Regions from separate parts of the Mus musculus genome. Here region 2 is linked to region 1. A link is a contact called in public HiChIP or PLAC-seq data. All regions are on one chromosome and are shown on one strand. Each heading gives the region's core, a stretch centred on a gene start, on an enhancer-like site or on the middle of the called end of the contact. The rest is flanking DNA. Distances are from core to core; before and after follow the strand shown.

Region 1 (4,260 bases), core at 1,393-3,892:
CCAACCAAAAATTGTCTTTGAAATGAACAATGGTTCAGAGGCCAGGTCTGCTCCCTGCACTTGCTTCTGAGACACCATGGACCCACGTGCTTCCTTACAAAGTGACACAAGGGCTGGAGAGATGGCTAAGCCTCCAGGCTTGGTTCACAACCAGAATACAGACACAGGATGCCCGAGTCCGCTTTCATTCTTACAAATTGACTGGATGCACGGATTTCCATTGGATTTTCTTCTGTCACCTTTATTTTGTGTCCTGTGTTCTACTCCCAAAGGCCACTCCTGGAAGGCAAGCTACATGAGGGACTAGACGTTCAGCACATGGGCTTTGGAGACACTCAAGTTCCAGACTTGAGTAATTAGAGTAATGTAACATCGCTTCAGTCAAAAGTTTTCCTAAAGCACCTCTGTCCCCGAGCCTTTATTTCAATAGAAAGTGACACTGGTGTTTAACATGCGGCCATTGTTCTGAATAAGACGGTGACTGGGACTTCACAGTCTAAACGACGGATGAGACCGATGATCGGTGTTTTGCAATTCCTCAAGTGCCAGGACTCTTCAGTGTGACAAGCTCATTTAAATTAGGCCAACAGATTAAAATAGTCTGCTTTATGCCAGGTGGTGGTGGCACACACCTTTGATCCCAGCACTTGGGAGGCAGAGGCAGCAGATCTTTGAGTTCGAGGCCAGCCTGGTCTATATAGGGAGTTCTAGGCCAGCCCAGGCTACAAAGTGAGACCTTGTCTCAAAATAAATAGGTAAGTAAGTAAATAAATAATTCAAATTAAAACCCGAAACAATAAAAACAAAGCATTCTCTGTTTCTAACCATGGAGATAAAGCACCTCTGATCCAGAGATCTGAGAGAACTGTGACCATAGCCTTGAAAAGACCATTTCCAATTAAGTAGGCCTGATGCACTATCCTCCCTTGGCATCTGCAGGGATTGGCTCCAGGGTCCCCATGGAAACCGAGCTCTAGGGATACACACATCTCACATATTTGAAACAGCATAGCATGATACCATGTTATCTAAATAGTCTTATATCTAGACAAATTTGTACATACGTGGTACAGACAATTTTCTTTTCCTTTTTGAGACAGAGTTTAAACACGTGACCCACCAGGCTTTGAACTCAGATATTCTTGAGTGCTGGGATTAGAGATTAGCAGTACGTGCCACAATGCCCTGTTTCTAGTACTTGGGGTCCCAGGTAGGCTGAGTCCATGGCTGTGGGATTTATGGCTATGAAGCACTGAGCTTACGTTCAGAAAGCATCTGCATTCGTAGTTTTCTCATCTGAAGAAATATCGAGCTGGGGCTCTGTAGGAATAGGGGTGCTTCTTGAGTATCCCCCAAACTCACTGGCACTCTGTCCTGCTGGTTGTAAGCCCTACTTACTTCCCAGGGCTGGCCTATTGGTTTTTGTTTTTGTTGCATCCATTTCACAGAGAAAGTCAAAAAGATGTCCAGCACCGATACTAGTTTCCTCTGGCCAAAGGCAGCATCTTGACCTGTATGCCTGATACCCACTGTGAGGCCATTTTCTTATGTGGCCCGGTTCCAAGCTCAGCTGAGTCTCTCTGTTTTACAGCTATTGCTAAATGGAGAAAGCTGGACAGTGACAAACAGAAACAAGTAGAGAGAGGGGCCCAGAGGAGAGATCAAGGGAGTGGTGCTTGGTTTTGGACCCTGGTTCTAGTGTTCCTTGAGCATAGCCTGGTTTGGCTAGCCTCAAGCTCTAAGTGTGATTTCTGCAAGCTGGCAATTCTGCTTTCCACCTAAGTCCTTAGAAGTTTTTCTACCACCCAAAACGAGGCAAGCACAACTTCTACAGTAAATTCTAGCTGCCTCCAGGCGAGATTCTTTCTCTGGAAAAGACTTGAATGATTCATATCTCTGTATTCTATTTGATTGCTAGAAACCCCAAAACACACTCTTCATTAGAATTGACTGCAGGAGATAAAGGAGATCTGAGTTCAAGAAAGACTTAGTCTCCCCTCCCCCTTAAACTTCTCTCCCCAATCTGCCATTTATTGGCTCACAATAGGATGGTTTAAAAATAATTCCTCTAAAACTGACAATTAACTTAAACATTTTTTTTAAAGGACATTTAACACCTCCTATGTGCTAGGCCTGGGCCAGGGAGTCAGAGGCACATAGTTCCTTCTGGTAGAGAGCAGTGGAGCTCAAAGTGTCTGTGCATGCCATGCAGTAGCTCCTGGGGACCTGCTGAAGATGCAATCGGAAACTGTAGGGGGTGCGGCTCAGCAGTCTTTGTTTAAACAAGCCCTCTGGATAGTCAGGGTGATATACTCGGGGACTGAAGACTACACACACACACACACACACACACACACACACATCCAGCCTCCCTGCTCACTAATGGCACAGCTTGGGAACAAGACACAATCTTCGCTTCACCCCTGATATAAGTGATTGAAAGTGGAAATCGGTCTGTGTTTCCTGAACAACAAAAGCAGCAAGCCCAGCCCTGCCCCTGGGCCAGCAGCAGAGCTATGTGTGCTCCGGGCTTGCCTGCCCTAGTTTATCATACAGATAAGACGACACATGGAAATCACTTGGAAGGGTTAGTTCCTGTGGGTCTGGAGTCTGTCTTGGCAAGGCCTCACTCAAACCCAGTCTACCAGCCTGAAGCCTGCGCCAGGGCTGCTGTGGGAGGTGTCTGAGAAACGCCTGAGCTATCAGTCCTCTAACCACATCAGAAGAAAATTTCTCTTCATCCTCAGATAACACTTACCGCTTGTCAAGAAAAGAGAGAGAGAGAGAGGGATAGGCTGAGAACTAACAAATCTAAAAGTGTTTAGTGATATAAGAATTTTCCTATCCCCAGAAGTCCTGACAGCCACCAAGTTAACCCTTTCAGCTTTATATGGTACCTAATATATGGATATATAATATATAACAATAGATTATATATTACATATACACCATTAATATAACTATACATAATATATAATTATATAAATTATACCATATGTAATTTAGTTTATGTGTGTGCTTTGCCTGTATTTTGTATGTGTGTCACATGCATGTCTGGTGTCCAACGAGACCAGAAGATGTCACTAGATCCTCTGGAACTGAAGCTACAGAGAGTTGTAACCTGGGTGGTTGTTGGGAACCAAACTTGGGTCCTGTGTAAGAACAGCCAGTTCTCTTAGCCACTCAGCCATCTCTACAGCCCTCCTATGGAATTTTAAAAGTATTCTCATCTACCCTTCGCTGACCTTTCCAATTCCCACTTCCCGTCATTTAACCCGATTCAATGTGGACTTGGTAAGTCCCTGCCACACAAAGTGACTGTGAAGGAGAACTGAGGCTTGGTGCCTGCCCTCAAAGATCCACAGTCAATCAAGTAACCAACCAGGAGCAGGAAGTACACAGAGCTAGGTGCAGGAATTCAACAAGAAACATAACTTAACTCATGGAAGGAACGTCTGCTCTGGGGGTGGGGGACAGGTACAAAGCAAACGTGGCATGGACCGTGAGGAAGTAAGGAGTTCATAGAACAAAGGGCAGGTGACCCCAGGAGCAGAACCCCAGCACCGAGAAAAAGGCAGAAGGAGAGAGGGGGAAAGAATGAATAGGGGAAGAGGGAGGGAGGGAAATGGCCATACACGATACAGAGATTTATCTGAAAATGACGGCATATCTTGAAAAAGTCCCACATACCTGGCAGGGGGATCATTTGATACCAGGAGTTTCCTCCACCATATATGAGATGCTGTCTCAAAATAAATTAGAACCAACAAACGAACCAGGCATGGTGGCAGACATTTGTAATGCAGCTATCAGGAAACTGAGGTAGGAGGATTGCGTGGTAGAAACCAGCCTGGGCTATTTAATGTGTTCAAGGCTAGCATGACCCCTAACAGAGTCTTACAATCATGCCCATCTATTTATTGTTGCTCACAGTTTTGTCAAGAGGGTAGTTTTCTGGCTGGGGTTGCTGGGACTCCCTTGCACTCTCTCCCTTCAGCTGGAAGAGAAGCTGTGGGCTGCTGTGGGCTGCACTCAGCTGCGGCCCTGAGAGAGAGGGCCGGGCCCTGTTATCCGTGGGGTCTCAAGTCCTTACTTTATCTGCAGTTGCTCAGCATTCACAAAGGCACCGTGTTTTCTTACACAGTGGCGGGGCATCCCAAGACTATAAAGGCTGAAGCTCTTCTGCAAGGCCCATCCTTGGAGGTTACACTGTGTCTTCCGTCAAAGGTCACTAGTCCATCCATGTGGACATCAGTTGAC
Region 2 (3,934 bases), core at 135-2,634, 710 kb after region 1:
AAATGATCAGCAATAAGTATCAGTCTCGCAACAGTCACATGGTTGAAGCTCGGGTAAAGACAATGCCTTGTTTCAACAGAAACTGAGACATCAAGAAGATAGGCTTCGTTTCTGCCCTCCAGCGCCATATATGACCCTTCATCTTATCAGGACATCAGGAGATAACGGCATACTCTGGGTAAACCCAGCCTCGAAAAGGACTTTAACAGAAGTATCCAGGTGTGTGCAGGGACACTGCAAAAGCTCTCTCACAGAGGGCCCTGCCTGAACTGGACACTGAAGAATGCCTAGGAATTTCTCAAGAAGAGGGCAGCATGTTTTGGGAGTGGAAAGAACAGGGGTTAGGACAAGTATCTGCTTGCCCAGAAGTCACAACTGTCCAGTGAGGCTGGGCACTCGGTGAACTGTGGGCCCTGAGGACTGAGTCTTCGAAGATGCTCAGGAGGAGGGCCAAGTACAGCTGTGCATGCCCTGTAATCTCAGCTCTTGTGAGGAGCAGGCAGGAAGATTGGGAGTTCAAGGTCACCTTCAGCTATACGGGTAGTCACAGTACCCCATCTCCCCAAAAAAGACTCCAGGGAAGTGAAGACTTCTCTGTGACAAGGGAACCCAAATCTGAGGCTCTGTGGCTCCTCTTTCTGAAGTCAGACACCGCTTATAGTTTGGAGAATCCTTCAAGTCTCTGCATTGCTAGGCACACGACAGTTGTGCTCTCTTTTTGTCCTTTCTTGGTTAAGATGGGGTTGCCCTATGTATCCCAGGAAGGTCTTGGACTCTCTCCTGCCTCGGCCTTTTTGGTATTTGAATTACAGACATGCCCTACATATATCAGAAACAATTTTCCTCTAATTCGTCTTTTAAGATTTATTTTATGTGCGTGTATTGCCTGCATGTGTGTGTGTGCACCATGTGTGTGCCTGTGGAGGCCAGAAGATACTGGAACCCCTGGAATTGGACTTATAGATGTCTGTGGGCCACCATGTTAATTCTAGGAACTGAACCTGGGTCTCCTATGGAAGAGAAGCAAGCGGTCTTAACTGCCGAGCCGTGTCTCTAGCCTCAGGAGCAATTTCTCTTCAAGGGGATACTAAGTGTTCATGGGAAGATTTACTAAATCTAACACTTCCATATTCCTATAATATTGTTAACTTTGCTTTAAGGAAGGCTCAGAAGGCAAATTACTGCCAGCAGTCACCACCAGCAATATCAAGGAACACAAGCCCACAGCTGCAGCTACTCTTAGGGGCTTTTGTTTATACAAAGTCCATTTACCCCAAACTGGTTGTTCCTATTTCCCTTAGATAATGGCACTGAGGGACCTGAGGGGGTTAGCTCCTTATCTGCAGCATGGTGAGTCACCACTCACTCTTGGATTCTGTATTTGCAAGTCTGCGTGCCTGCTAAGGTATGCTTGGAACTCCCCAAACCGGAACTTTTACAAGCCATTTGCAGACTTGTGCAGAGCGCTTTGGAATTTGAGTGGCCTGACAAATGTCCCAGCTGTGATCGCCTGGTTTCTGTTCTTCTGCTGGAAACAAGTGTCCCTGTCCTGGTCTATTTAGGGTTTTTCCTATATGTCTGTTTGGGATTTCACTATTAAAATGGCTCTCCACTGTGTGCTCAAGTGCCTGAAGCACAAGAGAAACAAGGTCACGTACTTACTAGTTGAAGGAGGACCTGTCCTTTGTACTTCTGCTATAAGTAATGCCAGTGTTTGCCAACTAATTCTTTGGTGACCATTCAATACAGCTACGCTGACAATACACTGACCTCAGGTGGAGGGTTACGACTTGGACACCAAGTTAGAACTCTTGGACTATACAACTCTCCTCCTACTGTTGCTCTCCCATGGATTAGATGCCAACTTCCTGTCCGTAAGAGGAAATGAAATAGATAGCTGATGTGGGCAAGAGCACCAAGTGTTCTAACCTCGGAGCCATCTCTCCAGTCCCCGAAACTGAATGCTCAAAACAAAAACAAAAACAAAAACCCCCAAAAAACCTTACACCATTCACAAAACTCAACCACCAATTCATAGACTATCACTAATAAGAATTACAGAGAAGCCGGGTGTGGTGGCGCATGCCTTTAATCCCAGCACTCGGGAGGCAGAGGCAGGCGGATTTCTGAGTTCGAGGCCAGCCTGGTCTACAAAGTGAGTGCCAGGACAGCCAAGGCTACACAGAGAAACTCTGTCTCGAAAAACCAAAAAAAAAAAAAAAGAATTACAGAGAAGACCTAAAATTAAGACCAGAAACTATAAAATTCCTACCAGTGAAAGTCAGCTCAGTCAATGAACTGTTTTCCTTACAAACATTAGGACCTGGCTCCAGCCCCTGCACCCACGTAAACAGCAGCGTGTGGTGACGAAAGATGGTCCCCTGGGGCTTGTCTACACGTCCCCAGCCTAGCCTAAGTGTGAGCTACAGGCCAGTAATAAACCCTTCCCCTCTCTCTTCTCTGCCCCCACCCCTTCCACACAAACCAGGCAAGAGCCAGCACAGTGGTACACACATTCCGAAGTCATTAACAAGAAAGACAAAACTCGATCCCACTTTCCATGCCTTGGAATGAAAAAAATCAAAAGATAACAGAGCCTGGTGATGGTGTCCACCGTGGGTGAGAAGGGAGACTTCTGTCCTCCGCGTGCAAAGGTTACAGAGGTTCCTAAAGTTAAGCACAGCACTACTGTATGACCGGAATCCCCCTTCTTGGACTACATTCAAAGGAAACAAAATTACCACCTTGGAAGAAACCCACACTCCGTGTTTACTGTGACGTGGAAAGACACGACTTTCCCACAACAACAAAACAGGCATAGGCAAGTGTTCAGTGGAGTATTAAGAAAAAAGCTTTGCCATCTGCCAAGGTGTGAGTAAACTGCGGGGGGTCGGGGGTGGGGACGACAGGGCAATACTGTCTATCTTCTTTTTTTCTTGTAATTTTTACTTTCTGAGTGTATGTATACCACATGTGTTCCTGGTGCCCAGGCAGGCCAGAGGAGGGAGTCAGATCCCTTGACGTAGGAGTTACATTTGTGAGCTGCCACGAGGGTGCTGGGAAGCAAATCTGGGTCCTCTGTAAGAGCGGCGAGTGCTCTTCACTGTAGAGCCCTCTCCAGCCCGTCTCATCCAGCCTATGTGTGGAATCTTAAAAAGTCAAATCAAATCAAATCAAAAATGCAGAGAATGAAAATATTCAGCTAGGCATGGTGGCACAGACCTTTAGGCCCAGCATTTCTCAGGCAGAAGCAGGCAGATCTCTGTGAGTTCAAGGCCAGCCTGGCCTATACAGCAAGTTTCAGACCAGCCAGGACTGCACAATAAGACCCTGTCTCAGTAAATAGGTTAATTTAAAGATTATCTTCTGTATACTTGGTATTTACACATTTAAAGGAATTGTAATTGGTATACATGGTGCTCTTCAAGACAGGTTTTCAAGCTCAGGGGATGCAGTGCTTGGCTAACAAGCCTGAAGGGTTTCTTCTCCAGCACCACACACACTGTAAAGGAGCAGACAGCCCTGTAACCACGCCACAGTACTCCAGGGACAGGAGGAATGAGTTCAAGGCTATCACTGGCTACACAGCGAACCAGCAGCCAACTTGAAAACCAGGAGAAACAAAAAATAAAACGCCAACAAACACCCCTCCCATAGTTTTCCTTATTTTAGTATCTATGGACTTGGTATTAAAAAATAATTGTTGTGAGGCTATGCCAGTGCCTGGCAAACACAGAAGTGGATGCTCACAGTCATCTATTGGATGGGACACAGGGCCCCCAATGGAGAAGCTAGAGAAAGCACACAAGGAGCTAAAGGGATCTGCAACCCTATAGGTGGAACAACATAATGAACTAACCTGTACCCCGGAGTTTGTGTCTCTAGCTGCATATGTAGCAGAAGATGGCCTAGTCGGCCATCACTGGGAAGAGAG

What was found. HiChIP or PLAC-seq counts read pairs in DNA pulled down with a chosen protein or histone mark.
Region 2: a contact with region 1 is called in an H3K27ac HiChIP or PLAC-seq map of extraembryonic endoderm stem cells, with 4 times the contacts expected there. The contact joins two enhancer-like sites.

Annotation. Positions count from the first base shown.
Region 1 is chr5:66,701,224-66,705,483 of GRCm38.p6, forward strand. No RefSeq gene overlaps it. Among named protein-coding and RNA genes, the nearest start is that of Uchl1os, 27 kb to the left of the region's middle. Within about 2 kb of position 2,643, at least 13 of the 459 cell types and tissues checked have an H3K27ac peak or open chromatin away from gene starts, as enhancers often do. A contact at or near this core is called in extraembryonic endoderm stem cells, where this site is marked.
Region 2 is chr5:67,409,242-67,413,175 of GRCm38.p6, forward strand. All of the region lies in intron 2 of Bend4 (BEN domain containing 4), which reads right to left. The region is part of intron 1 of Gm33345 (a long non-coding RNA gene); the gene reads left to right. Among named protein-coding and RNA genes, the nearest start is that of Gm33345, 5.7 kb to the left of the region's middle. Within about 2 kb of position 1,385, at least 30 of the 459 cell types and tissues checked have an H3K27ac peak or open chromatin away from gene starts, as enhancers often do. A contact at or near this core is called in extraembryonic endoderm stem cells, where this site is marked.